Linked DNA regions of Mus musculus: all the other regions are linked to region 3. A link is a contact called in public Hi-C data. All regions are on one chromosome and are shown on one strand. The core of a region is the stretch at or near the end of the contact, and the rest is flanking DNA. Distances in the headings are between cores, read along the strand shown.

Region 1 (2,898 bases), core at 302-2,801, 130 kb after region 3:
ATCATGGTGTCCAGGGTTGTCCTCTCCCCTATTAGAGCTCAACTGTTTTTTCATCCTCCACTTTCCGACAATTTTGATTGTTTATATTTTTCAGAGTATGTTCTATAAGATCCTTAAACAGTCTCCTTTATAATCCTCATGTAGGGTGTTGAGTGTAAATATTAATTTAACAACTGATTTTTATTTAAGTGTCTTCTCCGGTCATTTTATTTGCCTGAAGTGTTTTAATAGGTTGCTATAGGTGGACTCATTGGACCAGTGTTTGTGAATTTTGGTATTTTATCTGTAGCTTTTATGTCATTAGTTTAGGTGCATATAAAATTCCTAGGTTACTATTCGCTAAAGATATTTTGACCTCCTTGTAATTTTTTTATAGCAGGTATTCAAAGGGAAGAGAGAGGGGGGAGTGTTTGAAGCTTATTAATCACATTCAGACATTGTACTATTTCTTTATTGAGGGCTGTTTTATGGTTTCATTATATATTTTAAATTTTTATGAACATGTTTATAATTCTTTGTCATTTTTTCTGTTTCCTGGCCTTTGAGTTCTTTCTCAGGAACTTCTGTGACAATATGTTGGGTCTAATTTTCACAGATGCTGCTTAGTTTTTGCCAACTTAACAAAAAATGTAGACTTATCTGGGAAGGGGGAATCTCAACAGAGGCATTGCCGCCATCAGATTGGCCTGGTCATGTCTGTGAGGCATTTTCTTGATGGTTGATGTAGGAAGGCCCAGCCAAATGTGGGCATGTGAGCTCCTCCCTCGGCTTCCATCAATGATAGACCATAACGTGGACACCAAATAAACACTTTCTTCCCCAAGTTGTTTTTAGTCAGTGTTTTATCACAGCAAAAAAAGAAGCAAACTGGACACAAAGTGATACCAGAGAATGGGATTTTGCTGGAATGGATATGACCATGTGGTGCTTTTGCCTTGGAATGTTCTGTGGGAGGGAGGTAGAGGAGGATTTTGAAGAGTTGGACTCAAAAATCCAGTTAGTGCTCCAAGCACAGTGAGCTGTTCCGGCAACGTGGAAGATAATGCAGAGGGAACTGAAGGCCGGCTTGGTGATCTTTAAGAGAATCTTTGGGGCTTTTCATGAGATATTTTTGACCATGAATCTGAGGAACTAAAAATCTTTGTTCCACTGGGACAATTGATGCTACTTAGCTTGGGCTAACAAAAAAAAAAAAAATCAGTTGTGACTAATTAATAAGGGAACAGTATCACTGATGTCAAATTTCTAGGAAGTTTTCCCCAGAATTCAGCACACAGAACTTGTGGTCCGGAGCAGCTTTAGGCTGCATCTCAGGCTGACAGCTGAACATGGCATGTAATTTGTAAAAGTCTCAGACCTGCTACTGGTTTTGAAGGCATGAAGGGATCTGGGATTGCAGCTGAGGCTTGACACCCTTGGCAGGGTCAGGGTCCCTGCGGAGAGGCCATCAGGCCCTCAGTGAAGATGCAGCACAGCTACAGTGCAGACCTCGGGATTGGAAGGATGCTGTCTAGCTTTTTGTTTGCTGTCTTTTCCTCTCTCACCAACTCATGGTCTTTCTTTGTGAAATTATTTCTTCCTAAGCGTTTTACTGTTTCACACATACTAGGTAAGCACTCTACCACTTATATTTTTATCAATACTTTTCTGAAGTTTCAGAGACAAAATATAATTTAGTGTAATTTTTAAAATAATTTTATTCCCCCCAAATATACAGTACAGTTTCTGATATATCTTGGCTTTCTTTCTCTTCCATTTGCATAGAATTTTAAATTTTCTTTCCTCCTATTTCTCTGTTTAATTTGGATTCTGTTCCCAGGTGTTATTTTACTGTGTGGTTTTATGAAGAAAGGAAACTTTGCCTGTTAGTTTTGAGAGTTAATAGATCCCAGGTGGCTCTAGTTCCTGTGGAATTTCCTGTGACTCTGCGCTCACCGCTGGAGGAGTTGGAAACATCTGCCTTTGGTGGCTACCCACAAGCTGATGCACTGAGCTTCTGAGACGTTTGAAGTCACCAGGTGGATGCCACCTGGTTCTCCCCTGCCTTTTTCTTCACAACATGTCGACACCAGCCTCCTTTGTTAGTTTAGGTGCTATACTAACAGGCTGTTTTGTCACATCATTTCATTGTATGTGTTTCCTATGGAGTTTTAGTACTATTATTTGGGTAGTTTAACTTTTTACCTCCTTCATATGTATTATACCTCTTTGTGCAATAGAATGAATATTAACAAAATGTACGGTGTGTGAAACAGCATCCAGGTCAGTCACAACATGATTGGTACCCCCAGTTACTCTGGGTAATGCCTTAGGGCCCTTTCCACCAGACACCAAAGTATTCTAATATATGACAGTATCTAGATGAGTTTGATATGGCTTTGAACTTTCAACATTACAAAATTTTATGATTTCATGTCTAGTTTCTTTAGCTGATCACTGTGTGTGTAACATGAATATCTTCACTTTTCTTTTTTTTCACAGATTCAGCAAATTATGTTCCCCAAGCAAATTCTTGGGATCTAGATATGTTCATTCATTTACATGCTATCTAAGGGCATAATAGCAGTATTAAGAATTGATCTTTTACAAAGGATACCTCAGTCAGTCAGCTGTATTTGTAATTTGAGGCTAATGCTTAATATACTGCTATACACAGTGTTTTGATGTACACACACTTGATTGAAATGTAACTAAGAAGACGTTGTTGAGGGACAAAGAATTTGGATAGTCATGTGTTTAATACAATGTGTATGTTTATGTTTCTATACAATGTATCTGCATATGTATAAATACACACAACTTTATATATGGAGAAATGAGAAAAAAAAGCAGAGGAGAGGAGAGTGGGAAGGAGAGATCTTGGGAATGAGATGAACTTTACATGAATCTCATTTATGT
Region 2 (3,170 bases), core at 546-3,045, 190 kb after region 3:
GAAGCAGTTTTAAGACCCACTCAAAATCAGGTACATGGTTATAAAACTTGCAAGAGAAAAATGAAGCTACATTTTGCCAAGTGAAACACACTGAACCTAAGTGGCTGACTGGTTAAGTCCAGAAAGAGTGGCTTTGGCCTGTGGTGCCTCTGAAATGAGCATCTCTGTGTCTAATGTGGTGATTATGAGAAAATATTTCTCCCTTTCAGGCTGCTCCACTGACCTTTGAGCACCACTGCCTGGGCAAGAAGTATGGAGCCTTAGATGTTAGTGGTTTTGGAGCACATGGTATCTTTAGCTACTAGATAGTGGTCGTTTGTATAGTATAAGGACCTTGAATGAAGGTGAAGGGCCTCAAAAAGTGTGGCTCCATTCAAGCCTGAGGGTCAATGCAGGATTTCGGACCCTGTGAATGCAGAAGAACTGGGAGGCAGAGTATCGACAAAAGTGCAGGTCCAGCAGTGATGCTTTGCTTGGTGTCTGGTTTAACTTCCTGCAGTTACAGAAAGGTCGGTACTGCAGAGGCAGCTACAACACCTAGGCTTTCTGAAGTCTGAGGTAGTTTTGCCTAAATTTATGTAAAGCAGCTGGTGAGAGAATCTCAGCTCCATCTAGGCAGTGAGACTCTATCTAACTAGGGCTGAAAATAAACACAGCACTTACCTTTTATTAAATTGCTACCTCATAAGGGAAAGATAATTGACTTTGGACTTGTAACTGATGTGACTTTTGAAATTTAAAATTTTTCCTTGGGAATATTATAACTGAAAAAAAATCTCAATAATGATGCCATTCTATCATCGTGATGCCTTAATATTATTATTGAATCTCACTACAGGAAAGTTATGACCTCATTATATTGTCAACTGGCACATTGTGGCTTTGATTTAATTAATGTACTATCCTAACACATTTAACAACCTCTGAGAAGGTATAAGTAGCTCAAAGAACCTGGCAGAAAAGTAGCCATCTTTCTGCAACATCCCTATGACAACAACACAAGTCTATGGGCATGTTCTACACTTTTCCCACAAGGGGAAACTATGCTGCCTTCCACATGGAGTAAACTCAATAGGTATAATGCTGTTCAGCTTCCTGCCCATAGGTTTCTTCTGTAAGGCTGTTGGTTAGACCCTCTGGAGAACGTGTAGCCACCTCATGAGTTAACAAGTCAGTTTTTAGACTTTCATATGTCTTAACTGGCTTAATAGTAACATGGCAAAGTGAAAGGGTAATTTTGATTGGATTTTCTCAGAGTTCTCTATCCCCAGTAACCATGAAATTGGGGGATTATGTTTGTCCTCAAGCTCCTTTATGCCCCATTATGCTGCCCAAGATCCACTCAACCTACCTCCTGGTTGTTCAGGCCCCTGAGTGGTGTTTGCTTCTTCCTCATCTCCTGCAGGGCCCTCTACCACTGGCCTCCCTGCCAGTCCTGGAGAGTTGTCATCCTCTGTGTTGTTCACACTCACAGAGGTTTTCTTCTGCAGGTCAGATACGGCACAGTTCCTTGTCCACCAGGTCAGGCGAGCAAGCTAGAAAAAAAGAAGAAACAGTATTTGGAGTCAGAGGACAGTCCTGCTGTGGAGAAGGAAGTCTCATTTGTGGGAGCAACAGAGAAATAGTAAATAGGCTGAGGAACAAGGGGAGGCTGGGAAAGCCACGTTGCTTTCCCTTTTCTTCAAATATGAGTCTTTCTTGAGTAGCCACTTTCTGTCAGGCCTACATTAGGTGCTAGAATTGATATCTGAGTCAGGATTTCCCCAGTAGCTTGGAGCTCAGCCTGGGAGAAAACAATCCTAGACAGGAAGCAGGTGCCTGATCACCCGTGAGAAGCTTTGAAAGGCTGGGGGAGGAGCTGATTAGTGGCAAGAACAAACTTGAAAGCCAGCAAGAGCTATTGCAGCCTTTAGAAAGAGAAGGATCTGTAAGCTAGGTTTTTCAAGGTTCTTTCAAATTGAATTGAAATGGTCCAGATTGGGAGTGTATAAAAAGTGAAAACAAGAAATATTGAAAGAAATAGTAAGTGCTCTAGAAAACAGGTAGGAGGGGAAGGCCTCTGCATTTATATATGCATTGATTCTCTTTGCAGTGCCTGGAGTCAGACCTAGGACTTACCCAGGCAAATATTTATTTAGGCAAATACTCAACTATCCATCTCAAACATCCATCCCAGGAGGTGGCAGCCTTCGGAGATGTTAGGAGAGTAAAACTCATAGGATATGGTGACTTATGGAAGGATCAAGTGAAGAGGAGAGACTACCATGGTTCTTGTTTTCTGCTCAGCTAATGACATGGGGAACTGAAGCCCCTCCAAGGGAGAAAAGATACAAGAGTGGGTTTGGGACTTTGGGAGAGGAGAGGAGAGGAGAGGAGAGGAGAGGAGAGGAGAGGAGAGGAGAGGAGAGGAGAGGGAAAATGGGCACACAAATATGATGGTGGGCTTGAAGTGTCTGTAATGTTTCTGAGACCTTCAGTAAGGAAAACCAAGCCTTATGTCTCGTGGATGGTTCTGGTAACTTTCAACTCTTTTTTTTTTTTTTTCTTTTCTCTTCTTTTCTCTTCTTTTCTTTTCTTTTCTTTTCTTTTCTTTTCTTTTCTTTTCTTTCTTTCTTCCTTCCTTCCTCTCTCTCTCTCTCTCTCTCTCTCTCTCTCTCTCTCTCTCTCTCTCTCTCTCTCTCTCTCTCTTTTGGTGGTCCAGAAGACTAAAACGCAGCTTCCCTAGTTGATATCAGTGGTGTTAGACTAGATCATGATTGTGCCTCTGAGGGTCTTCTTCAATAAAACTCTTCCACTGACCCAGCAGTCTTGTCACATGCAGAGCCAGGTGTCACCTGCCTGCTTCTGCAGACCTACTTTGCGACATCTGTATCAGACCCAAGTGTGCCTCTGTCTGAGATTGTAAGTACTGAGAGATTTGTCTGTTTCTACACAATGAATATATGAACTTCATGTTCACCCCGTGTGTCACTAATATCATATAGGTAATGCATCTTCATGTTACCTGAGGCAGTTAGATTTTCAGTTTCAGTCTTGAGAGTGAATAGAGAAGAGACAAAATTGAGCATTATAAGCAGTGTTAAATTGGTAGCCCAGGGACATTCTGGGACAGTGGTTCTCAAGCGTTCTAATGCTGCTACCCTTTAATGTGTTGTGGTGACCCCTCCATA
Region 3 (2,937 bases), core at 120-2,619:
AAAGCAGTGGTGATATTTTCTTGATACACCCTAATTCCAGGTAGACCATTATTCACATGTCCTGGTTTGAGTTGAACTTTTAGGTGTTCTCATGTGATACTCTGCATCCGAAGAAAAAGAAGCCCAGGTAGGTATCCTAAGACACATGTCTCCAAGAGCAATGACCAAATGTTCTCTTCTTCTGATGTTCTGAACAGCCCACCCCTTCATTCTTGCTGCCTGCCAGGTGCAGATCAACTAGGAACCCTTTGCCCCAGTTGTGTGTTGGGCAGGCTGCAAAGCTTGTTTATTAGTGAAATGCATCTGATCAGAGAGGCCTGCCTGACAAGTTCATTACATATCAATTTAATTAGCTGATTTACATTTAATTTACATTTCAATTAATGTCTTTAGCAACAAAATGCTGCCTTAATAGGGTAATTGCCTGTTAGGCAATATGTAAAAGAATAAATAGTCGCATTCTGAGGAAGAATTCCTATTTTCAATTTTTTATTACCATAAATAACTGAAATAATTATTGCTCTTAAGGGCCACGTCCTCTTTTCCTTCTGGGCCTAATTATAAAGACTTAGTACCTCATTAAGCAAAATGGTTTTGGAGTCACAGAAAAACATTACTCTGATCGTGACTCATTAGTTTCAACAAAAGAGGGGGAAACTGTGATGGTAGGCACATTTGGGGGGAGTGGGGCTCATGTCCTTCCTGAACCATCCCAAAGTGACTGCACAGGTGTGCTTGCACCTCCTGGGGTGTTGGTTGGAGGGCGATTCACAACAGTCTGCTCCAAGTATTTCTAAAGACAAGAGACTCAGGACCTCTTGAGGCAGATGGTACAAACTGCTAGGTTTTTGTTTTTTGTTTCTTCCTTGCATAACATAAACTCTGTCCCTCTCCTTAAGACAGTTGTGGCCAATTCCTACTAGAAAAGAAGTTTTCCAGAGGTATAATAATAGCATTGTCCTAAGAGAAGCCAGCTGGCAGCTATGCTTGAGTGTGACACAGGGCTAGAAGAGATCTGACACCTTCAGAAGGAAGGTCAAATTATCTAAAAGTGGGAAGATTGAAGCGGTCTTGGAAATTCAACAGGAAAGCTGGCAAACCCGGGGGATACACTAAGGGAAGTGCAGGGTAAATTTGGCTGTGTGGTCCAACAGGGTCAAAGGACAAATGAGGCTGGCCTTGAGAGTTCGCTCGGTGTCTTCCAGGAAGCTGAATTCCCGAACACATGTGAGAAAGTAAATACTGAAAATGTATGAGCCTTGGAGCGGGAGCTATTTAGGCTCCTGCTGTCCTCCCCAAGTCTCGGCAAATCTCACTAGTCTCTCCTCAGCACAGTTTCAAACCTCCCCTTTCTTTTGAGTTCTGCAGTGGTGCTGTCCACAGCTCAGCACAGTGCCACCGCGTGGAATCAAGATGCAACAGCAGGAGAGATACACCGATGTCCTTTTGGATTTCATTTAGTTAATCAAATCAATGTAATGCCGACTCAAAAAAGGGAAAAAGAAAAAGAAAAAGAAAAGAAAGAAGAAAAAGAAAAACAAAGAAAAAAGAAAGAAAGGAAGGAAGAAAAAGAAGAAAGAAGGAAGACAGTGGGCTGCCAGGAAGTTGCTGCAATGAGGAGTAAGAGAAAGATGACTTTGTTATTTAACTAAAAAACGGGAATATGTTTTTCCTGTAATATTTTGGCAGCATTCGCATCAATAAGCCTCAGCATCTAGCTCTCTTCCAGTTCAGAACCAGCTAGTCCATGGCAGCGCTTAGTAAAGAAAGGAACACGTAGTCCACATTCCTTCTTCCTAAATGTTATTTCTAAGATTCCTTTTCACATTTCCCCACCACCACCCTGAGGATGAGGTTTTCAGATCCACAAACACCTTTCCCATTGCCTCTGGAAGCTATCAGGCGCCACAATCTGAAAGAGGGAAAGCAGCAGGATGGCAGCAGTCTCTGTCCCCAGCAGGGGGCGCTCAAAACTTATGCTCTGGCTACCACGTTTCTCCTCTAAGCTCTGCCCTGGAAAAGCAGGAACTCAGCTCTCACAGACCCAACCTTTTTACTACGAAGGCATTTTGAACACTCTCTTCTACATGAAAGTCACATAAAATATATACATACTTGCATAATCAACTTTCAAAAACATATACAATATTCTAACACACTGGAGAAACAAACTAATTGTAACATGCAAGAGAATAACATGCATATCTGCATCTAAATCACATGATAGGATGGCATAAAAAGCCACAACGAAAAATCTGTAGTCTCAGCTGAGGCAGGAGGATCTCTTGAGGCAGTATTTCTTGTCCAGCCTATGCATCTATGCACACATGTAGGAACACACACAGACACAGTGGCAGAAGTTAAACAGACTTAATAAAGTAGCATAAACTTCGATCTCTTCCTCTGATTTTCAAATTGGGAGCTGCAGATGCTACTGACTCCACCAGAAATGTTGAGTGGGTGATTCACACGCGACCACAGCTGTCAGTGCTAAACTTTCTAAACTGCAGAGCAACTCTTGATAGAATTCTGAGCAAGACAATTTCTCAGTTTTGATATTGGGAAGACATCTTAAAACACGTCTTCTCTTGATTTAGAAGGAAGTAGTATTGCTGGAAAATGGTTTGATGCATCATGGAGAGAAGACTGTGGTGTGTGTGTGTGTGTGTGTGTGTGTGTGTGTGTGTGTATGTATGTATGTGTATGTGAGTGTGTGTGAGAGAGACAGATAGAGACAGACAGAGATACAGGGAGGAGAGAGGAGGAGAATGGAGAGAGAGAGAGAGAGAGAGAGAGAGAGAGAGAGAGAGAGAGAGAGAGAGAAGAGAGAAGAGAGAAGAGAGAAGAGAGAAAAGAGAAGAGAGAAGAGAGAGAGTGGAGACAGGGGACAGGGGAGGGGAAGGGGAAAGATGGAGAGCTATCCGAGCGTGTAGCCTA

What was found. A called contact is a pair of places that touch in the nucleus more often than the background predicts.
Region 1: a contact with region 3 is called in a Hi-C map of CD8 T cells, with 2.3 times the contacts expected there. The contact joins two enhancer-like sites. A contact is called at or near these places in 2 of 15 datasets of contacts at CTCF or cohesin (large pre-B cells and pro-B cells), 10 of 484 Hi-C or Micro-C datasets (B cells, CD4 T cells, CD8 T cells and 6 more), 4 of 115 datasets of contacts at active chromatin or transcription factors (the 230-238 cell line, bone marrow-derived dendritic cells, fibro-adipogenic progenitors and 1 more) and 3 of 9 other capture datasets (adipose tissue, liver and pancreatic islet).
Region 2: a contact with region 3 is called in a Hi-C map of double positive thymocytes, with 3 times the contacts expected there. The contact joins two enhancer-like sites. A contact is called at or near these places in 4 of 15 datasets of contacts at CTCF or cohesin (the NIH/3T3 cell line, embryonic stem cells, large pre-B cells and 1 more), 29 of 484 Hi-C or Micro-C datasets (B cells, the Ba/F3 cell line, the CH12 cell line and 15 more), 3 of 115 datasets of contacts at active chromatin or transcription factors (T-cell acute lymphoblastic leukemia, large pre-B cells and stem cell-derived neural progenitor cells) and 2 of 9 other capture datasets (adipose tissue and liver).

What each region holds. Positions count from the first base shown.
Region 1 is chr4:111,815,715-111,818,612 of GRCm38.p6, forward strand. All of the region lies in intron 11 of Spata6 (spermatogenesis associated 6), which reads left to right. Among named protein-coding and RNA genes, the nearest start is that of Slc5a9, 86 kb to the right of the region's middle. Within about 2 kb of position 1,552, at least 25 of the 459 cell types and tissues checked have an H3K27ac peak or open chromatin away from gene starts, as enhancers often do. A contact at or near this core is called in pro-B cells, where this site is marked.
Region 2 is chr4:111,878,861-111,882,030 of GRCm38.p6, forward strand. It overlaps Slc5a9 (solute carrier family 5 (sodium/glucose cotransporter), member 9), which reads right to left. Exons shown (of 15, transcript NM_145551.4): 14 at 1,352-1,535. Among named protein-coding and RNA genes, the nearest start is that of Slc5a9, 22 kb to the right of the region's middle. Within about 2 kb of position 1,796, at least 23 of the 459 cell types and tissues checked have an H3K27ac peak or open chromatin away from gene starts, as enhancers often do. A contact at or near this core is called in the CH12 cell line, T-cell acute lymphoblastic leukemia and double positive thymocytes, where this site is marked.
Region 3 is chr4:111,685,877-111,688,813 of GRCm38.p6, forward strand. No RefSeq gene overlaps it. Among named protein-coding and RNA genes, the nearest start is that of Spata6, 33 kb to the right of the region's middle. Within about 2 kb of position 1,370, at least 67 of the 459 cell types and tissues checked have an H3K27ac peak or open chromatin away from gene starts, as enhancers often do. A contact at or near this core is called in the CH12 cell line, T-cell acute lymphoblastic leukemia, double positive thymocytes and 1 more, where this site is marked.